Linked DNA regions of Mus musculus: all the other regions are linked to region 1. The links are chromatin contacts, called in public promoter capture Hi-C maps. All regions are on one chromosome and are shown on one strand. The core of a region is the stretch at or near the end of the contact, and the rest is flanking DNA. Distances in the headings are between cores, read along the strand shown.

Evidence for each region. Capture Hi-C pulls out chosen DNA fragments and counts their contacts.
Region 2: a contact with region 1 is called in a promoter capture Hi-C map of adipose tissue. The contact joins two enhancer-like sites. A contact is called at or near these places in 16 of 39 promoter capture datasets (the C10 cell line, the HPC-7 cell line, cranial neural crest and 9 more), 59 of 484 Hi-C or Micro-C datasets (the C2C12 cell line, CD4 T cells, CD8 T cells and 37 more), 10 of 115 datasets of contacts at active chromatin or transcription factors (the HPC-7 cell line, Th17 cells, acute myeloid leukemia and 6 more) and 3 of 9 other capture datasets (adipose tissue, liver and pancreatic islet).
Region 3: a promoter capture Hi-C map of adipose tissue shows a contact between it and region 1. The contact joins two enhancer-like sites. A contact is called at or near these places in 19 of 39 promoter capture datasets (the 3T3-L1 cell line, 3T3-L1-derived adipocytes, the C10 cell line and 13 more), 35 of 484 Hi-C or Micro-C datasets (the AML12 cell line, B cells, CD4 T cells and 25 more), 4 of 115 datasets of contacts at active chromatin or transcription factors (the HPC-7 cell line, fetal liver, microglia and 1 more) and 3 of 9 other capture datasets (adipose tissue, liver and pancreatic islet).
Region 4: a contact with region 1 is called in a promoter capture Hi-C map of adipose tissue. The contact joins two enhancer-like sites. A contact is called at or near these places in 6 of 39 promoter capture datasets (the C10 cell line, the HPC-7 cell line, embryonic stem cells and 3 more), 1 of 484 Hi-C or Micro-C datasets (liver), 4 of 115 datasets of contacts at active chromatin or transcription factors (the 230-238 cell line, the HPC-7 cell line, embryonic basal ganglia and 1 more) and 3 of 9 other capture datasets (adipose tissue, liver and pancreatic islet).

Annotation. Positions count from the first base shown.
Region 1 is chr9:51,028,651-51,031,694 of GRCm38.p6, forward strand. No RefSeq gene overlaps it. Among named protein-coding and RNA genes, the nearest start is that of Gm32681, 16 kb to the right of the region's middle. Within about 2 kb of position 1,756, at least 61 of the 459 cell types and tissues checked have an H3K27ac peak or open chromatin away from gene starts, as enhancers often do. A contact at or near this core is called in acute myeloid leukemia, adipose tissue and bone marrow, where this site is marked.
Region 2 is chr9:50,833,986-50,837,055 of GRCm38.p6, forward strand. All of the region lies in intron 14 of Alg9 (asparagine-linked glycosylation 9 (alpha 1,2 mannosyltransferase)), which reads left to right. Among named protein-coding and RNA genes, the nearest start is that of Ppp2r1b, 21 kb to the right of the region's middle. Within about 2 kb of position 1,281, at least 71 of the 459 cell types and tissues checked have an H3K27ac peak or open chromatin away from gene starts, as enhancers often do. A contact at or near this core is called in acute myeloid leukemia, adipose tissue and bone marrow, where this site is marked.
Region 3 is chr9:50,797,302-50,800,473 of GRCm38.p6, forward strand. Alg9 (asparagine-linked glycosylation 9 (alpha 1,2 mannosyltransferase)) reads left to right here. Exons shown (of 15, transcript NM_133981.2): 9 at 2,818-2,940. Among named protein-coding and RNA genes, the nearest start is that of Gm38476, 23 kb to the left of the region's middle. Within about 2 kb of position 1,285, at least 16 of the 459 cell types and tissues checked have an H3K27ac peak or open chromatin away from gene starts, as enhancers often do. A contact at or near this core is called in adipose tissue, where this site is marked.
Region 4 is chr9:50,875,085-50,878,018 of GRCm38.p6, forward strand. All of the region lies in intron 11 of Ppp2r1b (protein phosphatase 2, regulatory subunit A, beta), which reads left to right. Among named protein-coding and RNA genes, the nearest start is that of Gm25558, 11 kb to the right of the region's middle. Within about 2 kb of position 1,392, at least 12 of the 459 cell types and tissues checked have an H3K27ac peak or open chromatin away from gene starts, as enhancers often do. A contact at or near this core is called in adipose tissue, where this site is marked.

The sequences.
Region 1 (3,044 bases), core at 506-3,005:
AAATGAGGATCTCTGAGGGCAGAAATCACATTTAATTTTCTGTTAGCTTAGACTCCAACTCCCAAATACTGCATACACATGATAAATAACAATTACGCTACTTAGCTACCCTTCTCAGATTACTGCATCAGAGCAGCAGACATCCCCAGTCAGGAGCCCAAGGAAATCCAAATCATAAGGACAAAAGAAGAAGCTGACTATGCGCCAGAAGACCAAATACAGTAATTTTATTGTGGCTACAATCACTATGTGACTAGAAATGTAACAGGAAGTACTGATTCCAAGATGTTGAAGTTCAACAATTAGGTTCAGAAAACATCTGCTAAGCTATTTTTCTTTTCTCTCATGCCCGAATTCACAATTTTCACAATTGTTAAATACTGAAGAGAGATATATGATATGTTTTTAATTTTTTTCAACTCTTGTTGTACTTGACCAAACACTCCTGAAAATACTATGAAGCAATTCTGAACATCAAGAAGCTAGACAGAAGGTAGCTTTGTGGATGGGGTCAGGAGTCTTGGATTATGACTTGGGCCTTCCACTTATAGGTAGTAATAATTGTTAAGTTGCTCAATTTAGTTTGTACCTCCGTTTCCTTATTTTTGAAAAGATGATCACTAACTCAGTGGGTAAATGGATGATGTAAATTTATAGATACTCCATCTTAGTATACATACTTTTCAAGTGGAGAGGTTACAAATCACATTGACTTAAACTATTCCACTGATTATCTGCAGATGACAGACTTTGGAAAGATCTCAGGCAGGCCGCGGCAGGTAAGACCTACTGGGTTTTGGAGAGCCTCACACATCACAACACAATGCTTCAAACACACACACTGTCAAGGGATGTGTAAGTTCCTCTCTTGTTCAGGCGTTCATTACCAGCACAGCATGGCCATAAAAATGAAGTATCCATTCTTTAACACTGTTTAGGCCTCTGGAGAATATTTTTCCACACTTCTTGTTTTATGTCCTCAACACAGCAGGTGGCTACATCTGTGTGCTATAAAGGTTTGTGAGTTGTTCTATTTCCAAAGTCCCACTCCACTTTGATGTGTAGAGAGCATTTGAGTGATGAAAGTGCTTTGACAGATGCAAAAACAAATTAACCAATTTTTCAAACCTTCTCAATAAAAATGAATAGGTTTTTTTCCCTTTTTAAGGGAAAATTTTTCATAGCAGTGAGTATACTTAAGATTTATTTTGCTTTTGTTCTTTGTACATGGCGACAAGAATAATTTATAATGTTAAATAACTCATTTTTCTTTTTTAAAATTTATTTTTATATGTGTGTATGTGTGTGTGCATCGTATGGGTGACTGCCACATGTGTGAGGGTGCCCCCTGAGGATTGATCCCTTGGAGTTGGGATTACAGGTAGCTGTGAGATGTCTGATATGAATTTGGGGAACCAAACTTGGTTCTCTGGAAGAACAGCAAACATTCTTAACTGCTAAACCATGTCTCTAGCTTCCATGTTTTTCTTAAATTGTAAACATAAAGGCATATTAGTCTCCTCATGCTGTCATAACTACCCAAAATTGGATGGTTTAAACAATTGAAATTTATTTTTACACAATTCCAAAGGCTGGAAATCCAAGGTCAAGGCATCAAGGACTGTTTTTTGCTGAAGCCCGACTCACTTGCTTTTAGCTGGCACCTCCTTCCTCATGTGACCTTTCCTCTGTGCACTATAGAATGCTCCAGTTTCACTTCCTCAAACAAAGATGACAGTCCTGTTGAGTTAGAGCCCTATCCCTGTGATCTCAGTAAACCTTACCTACTTTCCATCTACATATCAGTCACACTAGATGGAGGTTACAGCTCCAGCAAAGGAATTGTGGGAGAAGTCAGTCTGTAGCTAACTTAAAGAAGAAACATCATAACAATTTCTTTGCATTGGCAAGTAGAGGATAATAAATTTTGAGGACTTAATTTATCATTAGAAACTGCCTAATAACACTTAATTCAGTTTTTAAAAAATGTTTATTTAAGGATTTTAAATTTAATATTTTGATATTCATTTTAATTTGTTTTTTCCTTTTTTAAAAAAATCTTGATGTATAGCCCCAGGCTGGCTTCAAATATAATTGAGTTAACCTTCCTTAAACTAATTATATAATCTAGTGGGAGGTGAACTTGAAGTCCTCCTGGGTTTGACACCACACCCATCTTCTATTTTGTATTTTTATTTTAATAAATGCTTTTGCTGAATATTTTGGATGAGCTGTAACTTTTAAAACAATATATGGAGAATAATTTCACATTAAAAGTTTATATTTAGATACATACATATACACATGTGCTCATAAACACACAACTGTACATATGAACATGCACAGATGCCCACACACGTTTTTTTACATTTAGTTTAGTTTACATTTTTAATGAAAATATACAGTTTTATACAGTTTGACCCCCCCTTACATTTTACTATTTTATATCATTACTATTTATAAAGCACAGATTATATCACGCTCTTAATTATAACAGCTTACTGGTTTTGCCAAAATAAGAGCAAGGATATTAAATGCTCCATACGTATTGGTTGGATGGGTAGTGTATTTTCTATTTAAGAGTATGATTCTACTTCAGAGAATAGTGGGAGAGATTTTTCTCAAGTGGGGAGTATGAAGGATCATGATTTCAAGGCTTTTGCTAAATACAGTGCACCTTCTGCTATAACATTTTCCCTTTTATATTTGTAATTCCTTAAGAAAAACAGACTGTGAGAGCTGAACAAATACTTAAGACATATTTGGTAAAAACTGTATTAAGAATTTAGCTTTTGGTCACTTACTCAGGGCTATATGTGCAAAGATATATGAACTTGCTCTCTCTCTCTCCCTCTCTCTCTCTCTCTCTCTCTCTCTCTCTCTGTGTGTGTGTGTGTGTGTGTGTGTGTGTGGTGTATGCCGCTTGCATTTTTCTCTCTCTGTATTTCAGTGGAAAAGATTAAGAAGCACTGGGAAAACTAGTAAACAACTGCCGAGGACAAGAAAAGTTCAGATTAGAGTTTCTAGGGAGGGCCTGGAAGGAA
Region 2 (3,070 bases), core at 31-2,530, 200 kb before region 1:
AGTGCAGATGCTATCTGGTCTTTAGGGAAGAATCCGTTGAATCAGTTTCTCCACATGACCAGCGAGTGGTGGGCTCTAGTGCTTTTTCTGTATGCCAGGCACTGTGGTGCCTCGCCTCCCTCACTGGTGCCGAGGAGAAACAGGAACGGCAGAATTCATGTCCTGTTACACTGTCAGCTCACTGCTCTCACAGTCTTTCATTCTCTGTCAGCTTCTGCCTGCTGTCTCCCCTTCAGCTCCTGCCCCTCCCCATTTCCCCCAAATACTTTTCTCAGATCTCCATCTAACATAGCTACCCTTGGCCAGATTTGGCTTCAAACTCCTTGCATGTTGCCTAATGTCTTAGTTCCCTAATCATTCAAATCTGCTGACATTTAGGAAGAGCAAATTGAACAAACCTTTTAATCCTTGTGGAGTCCAGCAAGCTCTGCTTTCTGTTGTTGTGGAAAGACATCTCCACATCTCCTCACTGAGCCAGTGCTGTAGACGGACGAGGAGATTCAGTGCTTCAGGTTGGCCCTGGCTTTAAGCTAATGGACCAAGCAACTGACAAGCAACTGACATCATCAGTTTTGTTCCAGCTTCTTTATGATTCTCAGCATATTAGAGGCTCTTAAATATATGACTTGGTGGGCTTTACAGTCTTTTTATTATTTTTACATTTTTATTACTTATTTTTTTATTATCTGTGTGTGAATGCATGAATGCATGTATGTATGTGTACGCACTGAGATTTGCAGGTGGTTGTGAGCCTCCTGTTATAGATGCTGGGAACCGAACACCAGCTCCCCAGAAGAGCAGCAAGTCCTCCTCGCTGCTGGGCCATCTCTCTAGCCCCTAGATTTACTTTCTTAGAGCTGGATTTATGTAATGGTGAAAAGGAGGCAGGAGCAAGGTAAGGGTCTTGTCAGAAGCCTGAACCTTAGTGAAAGAAAAACTGTTGCGGCGAAGTATACTTGTTATTTATTTCAAACTTTAAAGCTTGCCAGAGTCTTTTTCTTGAGATGGTTTCCAGTGCTCTTCTGCCACATGGATAAAGCCCAGATAAGGTTCTGAGGAGCAGGACTGAGCCTGCGAGACACTGTCGTGTGCTGCCTGTATCCCTCATTCACTACCAGATGGGAAAAGACTGAAGAGCACTTCCCCCAACCCTTGGCAGGACCGCAGGTCAGAAGGCTCCAGTTGCCTAACAGCAAGTCTTTCCCAACCCCACTGTTCTGAACGTTGGCTAAAGGTGACTGGTGCAGAAGCTAGGGTGTTATGCCAGATGCTGTACACGTCAGGAGCATGAGTCCCTACATACCCATGCCTGTGCTTCAGTAGACTTCTGACCTAGCCACCTCACAGCTCCTTGGAGGTCACTCTGAGTGGTCAGCACGGTGGCCCGAGTGCTGGATAGACTGCTGAAAGTTAAGTGTTATACCAGTCACATGGGTCAGGGCGACTTGGCAAACTCTGTGAACTAGAACCCGACAGGTCATTTGGCCTCTAGAATGCCATTGCTTTTGTTAACATGGGCACTCTGAATCAGCTGTGCCGCCATCCCATGGGCCACTGTAGCTCCCTCCCTCCTTCCTCCCACACTGTGTAGTTTCCTGCTTTGCTCTGCTCTGCCTCATGGATTTAGGACTAAAATGTTTGAGAAGAAAACAGAACCTGTTTTTGCTTTTGAAGCTCCGTTTCCTTGTGGAGGTGAGCATTGGATGCTAGGGGAGCAGACTAGATCATCTGATTTGAGAGGCTGGCCTTTTCTTCCACGTGTAGACTCAGGAGTGTTTTCCACGGGAGAGTTCTAAAAGCTGGAGATGCAGCATTGTGTCCTGTCCCTAGGCGGGCCCTCCAGCAAGTACAGCATGTTAGCCATGCTCCTGTGTCCACGCTTGTGAAATAGGGGTGTGAATTATCTCTGGAGTGCTTACTGACTATAAAGCAATGTCCTCACCCCGTGTCCCCCCCAAAGGCTGTTAAAGCACCCTTATGTTTGCCCATACAAGCCTTTTGAAAGTTAGCAGTGCTCAGTAAAGGATAGGTTGAGTATAACTGAACGTGAAGGAAAACCCAGATTGTCTTTAGAGCTAAAGGTGCTTTGAAGGGCCAGTTCTGCACTGAGAGGTATAGAAAACATCTCACCGAAAATTGCACTACATGGAAGAGACAGCAAAGAGCAGTTCCAGGAAGTACTCAGTGGGGCTGAACCAGCAAGGCTAAATGTGGTTTTAATGTTTGAGTGAGGGAATTAGTGGCTGGATGGACAGACAGACAGGTAGAAATGGGAGGGAAACCCATTGAGTGCAGTCTAAGCAAATTGACTCAGTATTTCCACTTGCACCGGCTGGTGGTTTCGGGGGAGACTAGCTGCCAGTCTTCTGCTCATGTCAGCAAGTACAGACTTAAGTCTCCACAGCAGGGTGCTCTCAGACCCCGATAAATGGGATGGTCATTGAATCAGAGCACATTCTGAGCTGTCAGCTAGTTATGCTGCTTGGACATGTTTTGTGCATAGCTGATCCATTCCAGCATTGCTTAAGAGCCTCTCTTACTGGGGTAGAGTGTTTGGGTTTCTATGATGGTGACACCTATCTTACATCTTGTTCCTTACTGATTCAGTTATAGTCAACCTACTATCCTTTGTTGAACAACTCTAATGTTCAGCGCTTGTGTTCTTTCAGGTCACAAGGCCTGTGGCATTTCCTTACAGGCCTTGTGGCATGAACTTTGATAGGTTTTCGTTTTGTCTTAGTTTGTGATCATGTGATTTATGTTTCCACATGTGTGAATGTGTGCATATATGCAGACTCCATCTTCCAGTGCTTAGCTGTTCTTCTTCAGAAACAACGTAGTCTAACAAGTCGTCTTATCAGTTAAAGCTGCTTCAGATCCTAATGGTGGAGAAACTGTCATAGTTAGGGATTCCCTTCTTTCTGAGTCAGAACAGATGAAAGAAGGAAGAAATGTAGAACAGCAGCTAGTGTCAGACCAGGGGAACTCCAGCCAACTTGTTCTAAAAACCGAGTCAGACAGCCCACAGACTCATTCCTTCCCAGTTGAGAGGTGGGCACGCTATCATAAT
Region 3 (3,172 bases), core at 35-2,534, 230 kb before region 1:
CCCACTGTCGTATAAAATTATAGGCCTTTGCAAAACAGGTTTCCCATCATTCAGTCTATGGATTAATAAACATGATTCCTTCTTTTAGCCTCTTTGAAGACTCCCTTAGCTCATTTGAGTGGAAGGAACAGAGGCACTTTGCCTACACAGGGAGACCCTGCTGCCAGCCTGCTACAGAGTCCTCTTGTGTCCCCTCCCCCCAAATGCTCAGCTTGCCAACCTGAGGTGCATTTTCTTGCACTGTCAACTTGGACCTAGCCTTGTGAGCATCAGCATGGTAAAGCCTGAGATGAAAGCTGCCACTCTTAGGGCATGCAAGCCATTGAATATGGGGGACACCCGCTAGCCGAATTAAAAGTCACCTTTTTATTTTATTTTTTGTTCCTTTTTTCCTTTTTTTTGTTTTTTTTTTGTCTTTTGTTATTTTATTTATTTATTTATTTATTTATTTATTTTGGGTTTTTTGTTTTGTTTTGTTTTGGTCAGTTGACCTTTCTTCAGTTTTGGCTTATTCCCCAGTGCTTGCTCCATCCTTCAGGGAAGTAAGCCTATTAGGAAATGTGCACAGACTAGCTGAGAGCTTGATAAATGAACACACGAAGATCACATAGAAGGTATGGTATAGTAAGCGATGGTAGCGACAGTTGCTCAAAATGGGGGTGCTTGCCAAGACAGCACCTGTATGAGCAAGCACCAGAGAGAAGGCAGCTTCCCTCCTCCGATGCTTAGCATCGTCATGGCTGCACAGAGAAGGAAGGCCCCCATCTTCTCTGGCTGGTCTCTTTTCTCCACAGGCCTAGATTTCTAGACTTTTGTTAAGAAATATAATGAGTCAAAGGTTGCCCTGTCTTCTTATTGCGGGAGAGAGTGGATAGTCACCTCTCAGAAAGCTGGGTCCTAAAGGATTTAGTTTAGAAAAAATGCTCCTACTAATTGAAACCCAGAGAAGACATTTCTCCAGAGGGTTTATTTAACTTAGAGACATGGGGAAGACAAGATTAAAGATGTCCTGAATGACCTGCTGGAGACAGACTTCCATTCCTACCGTTTAGCTGTCTGTGAGCAGGAGTGAACTTTCCCCAGAGGTGGCCCACAATTGAAGCGGGCCCTTCCTCAGTGAGCCCTCCCATTCCTCCAAGTGTTGCTGGCATTATGATTTTAGTCTCTGACCTTATTTTTGCTGTGCAAGCCACAAAGCGTTAGGTTTTTGAGTGTTCTCTGCCTCCTGATTACCTTTTTAAGCAATGCTGATTGCAGGGAATTGCTGTGGCGCAAGACGGATGTCACAACACACACTGATTAAAGCCCACACGTGTCATTCACTGCCTGATTGAAGCAATCATACAGGGGGAAAAGCAGAGAGGAAAACAGCTCATGTGCAGGGAGGGAGCTAGTTCTTACCACTTAGGCTTAAGGATTTTGAATTACAGAATAAAAACTAGTGAGAATGAGATTTGTTTCAGCCATTTTGCTTCTTTCTGTGTCCTTTGAGTTCTGAGCAGGACCTGGGTCTCTGATCTAATCTGTAGCCAAGGTTGGGGGAGTGGAGCTGGCGAGGCTGGAAAGATGGCTCAGTGGCTAAGAGTGTCTGCTGCCCTCATAGAGGCAACTAAGTTTGGTTTCCTGGTACCAAGTCAGGCAGGTTATAACTACGTGTACCTTCAGTTCTAGGGTGGGCAATCTCAACCTTCCTAATGCTCTGACCCTTTAATACATGTTGTGTATTATGCATGTGGTATAAAATTATTTTCCTTGCTACTTCATAACTGGAATTTTTGCTAATATTATGAATTGTAATGTTAGTCTCTGAAATGCAGGATACCTGTTATGACCCCCATGAAAGCATCATTCGGCTCCCAGGTTGAGAACCACTGCTCCAGGCATCTGATGCCTTCTTTGGCTTTTATAAGCACCTGCACATACATACACATAAAATACACACACACACACACACACACACACACACACAAAATTAAGCTGTTGATTTTTATTAAATATATATGTAATTATGGTGTGTGTATCTGGTTCTACGAAGACTAAACCCAGGGCTTCATGAATGCTAGGCAAATACCCTACCACTCAACTTATCCCTAACCCTGGCCATGAGTTATTCCCTCTTACGAAATACATGGTATCTTATATGTGTATAAAATAGTAATTGAACTTCTCAAGGGGTTACATAGCTCCAAGTAAGTTTATCTATTGGCTTTGATCATTTGGCCTACATATTGAATGCAGAACTTGAAGCCCCAGTTAAAATTCCAATGATTTTTTTTTTTTTTTGTTTCCTATAGCTCTGTGCTCTTAAGCTACCACTATTAGAGAACGTGTTTGTCCCATGTGGGTGTGGCGTTTGGGAGTAGGCACTGCAAATAGCCATTTGAGTTTGTAGGTGCCATCGTAACAGAATACTTGAGACGAGGTAATGAAGAGCATAGACTCACTTCTCCTTCTGGAGGCTGGGAGTCCAGTATGAAAGCTCTCGTATGTTCAAGCCTGCTGGTGCACTGGCACCGCATCACTGTATCCTTTAGAGGACAATTGTGCATCCTCTATGGTAGAGGAGATGATGGGAATAAAGTGAAATAGTCCAAGCCCAATGGTACACATCTATAGCGTCTTCACCAGTCTGCCCTTCCGTCTTCTGCTCTTGTGCTTCCTGTGCACAGCGGAGCACCAGGGAGAGCACAGGCTTATGGGTTTCCATTTAGTTGAGTGTTGGCTTGTCAGTGTTGCTTGAGCAGGAGAGTAAGGAAGTTACATGTGCTGTGACAGTGCTGAAGGCATCACTAATGATTTCCCATCCGTTTCCCTCAGGTACAGAACCATGGTATTTCTATTTAATCAATGGATTTCTGAACTTCAATGTTGCCTTTGCTTTGGCTCTTCTGGTTTTGCCACTGACTTTCCTTATGGAGTACCTGCTGCAGAGGTTCCATGGTGAGCGAGCCGCGTAAGATACGCTTGGTTTGTGGGAGGAGGAAGCAAGCAGCAGGTTGTGTGGAAATCTGCTTCTTTTAGTTTCCATTTTCTCTCTGTGGGAATGGCTGAGTGTCTGAGATTGCAGTCTGCATTTATAGATTATATAAACCCATGTTAAAGTTTGGTTAATTGTTTGAATTAAATAAGACAGAGAACATTGTAGCCCCTTAGGCAGTGGGTCTCAACCTGT
Region 4 (2,934 bases), core at 142-2,641, 150 kb before region 1:
TGTATGTGTAAGTAGCGTGCCTGTATGTGTAAGTAGCGTGCCTGTATGTGTAAGTAGCGTGCCTGTATGTGTAAGGAGTGTGCCTGTATGTGTAAGGGGCGTGTCTGTATGTGCAAGGTAAGGAGCGTGCCTGTATGTGTAAGGAGCGTGTCTGTATGTGTAAGGAGTGTGTCTGTGTAAGTAGTGTATCTGTATGTGAGTTTGTGCTTGTGCTCGGGTGTACTCTTGGAGGCCAAAGAGGGCATCGGATCCTGCTTGGGAGCTGGAATTGTTGTTGTGAGCCCTCTGGCTTAGGTACTGAGGGCTGAAATCCAGTCTTCTGTAAGAGCAGTATATATTTTCTTAACCACTAAGGCATCTCCCCATCCAAGAGACTTTTTTATTTAACCAAGTTTACTTTGGGTGTAAGTAGCCCTGTCAGTGGTGTTCCCAGAGACCTTTCTGTTACTTCCTTTGAAAGCAATTAAGGATTAAGACTGGCCTTTTTCTGTCCTTCAAATTAGGAAGGCCTGTTAAGGTTCCAGTCTTCCACAAGTTGAGAAATGACAGCTGTTCTGTGTAGGTGGTGGCTCTATGTGACTTAAGCATCCCGCCTCCTGAGTTCCTTCCAGCTTGGGAGTTAGCAGGTTGGAGTTCATGGACTGCAGGATCCCTGATGCATTGGGTGGCTGGCAGCTGAGAGCGGGCCTTTGCCATGGGCTTCCTCCCAGCTTTTGTAGTTTCGGTTAGATTTTTATAATTTGAAGAAGAGTGATGTTTTGCACCGTAGGTGGTATACAGTGAGTGGTGAGCAGGTTTCTTGGGAACTATCCCTTTATCCCTCCCTGGCATGAAGCTTCTCTGCTGTAAGACTTGAGGAGTCTGGAGAAGCTGGGGGGAGGGTATGAAGGTTGGGTTTCTGTCCGTGGGCAGTGTGACAAGAAGGCAGGGGGGCCAAGCAGTGGTGGCGCATGCCTTTAATCCTAGCACTTGGGAGGCAGAGACAGGTGGATTTCTGAGTTCCAGGCTAGCCTGGTCTACAGAGTGAGTTCCAGGACAGCCAGGGCTACACAGAGAAACCTTGTCTTGAAAAACAAAACAAACAAACAAACAAAAAAGAAGGCAGGGCTCAGTGAGGGAAAGTTAAGTGGTGGGTACCTCATAAATTTATCTTTTATAGGATAAAGATACGTATCCAGTCAAAGTTAGTGAGAACTGATAGAATTAGATATGTAAAGAAACCTTTCAGATCAGCCTAACCTTGAAGGGAAAGACAGACACAGACAAAACAAGGAGTGAGAACTTGGGAAAGGCTTGCATTCCTCTGAAAACAGAATTGAGAGGTGCTAGAGACACAGTAGGCCTCTGGCCAAGTAGAGTTGAGTGCAGTTGAGGTCTTGGTCAAAGCTCAGTCTCTGGGTACTGTGGCACTGGAACCCTGCCACATGGCCTTGTAGTAAGACTGATCATTCAAAACCAGTAGCTAGGAGCAAAACACAGGTGCTGCCCTTAGCTCCCCTTTACGTCCGTGTGTGTGTGTGTGTGTGTGTGTGTGTGTGCATACATGCGAGTATTCTGTCTTCTTATATGTCTACAGGACAGAAGAGGGCATCAGATTCCATTATAGATGGTTGTAAGCAACTGTGTGGTTACTAGGAATTGAACCCAGGACCTGTAGAAGAGCAGCCAGTGCTCTTAACCATTGAGCCGTCTCTCCAGCTTCATTAGCTCTACTTTAAAGGAAGAATGGAGGAGAGGTCTGGAGCACAAATTATGTACGAGATGAAAAAGAGCTCGTGTGTGTGTGTGTGTGTGTGTGTGTGTGTGTGTGTGTGTGTGTAAGGCACTTCTGGGCATCTTGGTGTGTGTTTCTCTGCTGACTGAAGTCTGAGCATGGGCTGTGCGAGTAGAGCTCCTTGTCTCCTGTCTCTGTGTTTTCCGTTCTTAGTCTTTAGAGCAGGATTTGAGTTGGGGAAAGTTGGCTCTCATCTCTCTGGAAGCTTGCAGGATTGCCAAGGATTGGGGCCTTGGCTTGGGGGGTTTGTGCTTGCCAGGTGAGAGGAGGAGGAGGAACCAGTAACCCGATCGTTCACCTTGATTTGTTATCTAAGTCCAAGGTTTGAGTCTTACTGAGTCTGAAGTGAAGGCACCAGACCTTTCTGTGTTCAGGCCTGCACAGAATGACTAATTTTGGGGGTATAATAACCCAGACTTCATTGTTTAGTTTTATGATGTCGTTGATAAATTATTTTGAATGGGATTATTATGTGTTGGTGCAGGCACATGTATCAGCTTGTCTTAATTAACACAAGCATTTTCAGTGGGGAACAACTGTGATTTGCAGCTGTGTAGGTGACAATGGTGACCTGTGTAGGATTTCTTCAATATTTTTCTCAGCTGCTTTCTGATGCCACTTGAATAATCTTGCTAAAATCTCTTTAGATGCTTTTGAAACCTGTTTGTGTTAGAAATGCTCTGTGGTCAGGGCTGTCCCTCAAGTCTCATGGGTTTGGCTCATTCCCTTGGCCCTCACGCTCCTCGCTGCAGCTGCACCCAGAGCTCCTCCCAGTTGCCAAAGGCCATGCACCTCTCTCCTCCTAGAGTCCCTTCTTTCCACTCAGCCTTCTCTGTTCAGTGCTGTATGTGACGATTGGTCCTCTGCCATGTGACTCTCTGAGAGCCTAGTTTTCATTCCCTGATAAGAGTATTTGGTCTTTGAGGGAAGGCATCTGCTGTCTCCTTCTGTAGCACATACTACTAGCAGGCAGCTGGGTTTACTAATTGATGATGCATAGACCAAGTCCCTCCCATCCTTTTCCTTGGTTGACATGGACATTTAGAACTGCATTAGGTGTGCCTCAGTGTGATTATCATGTAAGCTACAGTAGGCTTGCCCAGAGTTTGTTTTGGGTGTGTGTGCTGTGGGTGAAGTAGATGGTGTGTAAAGCAAGCATC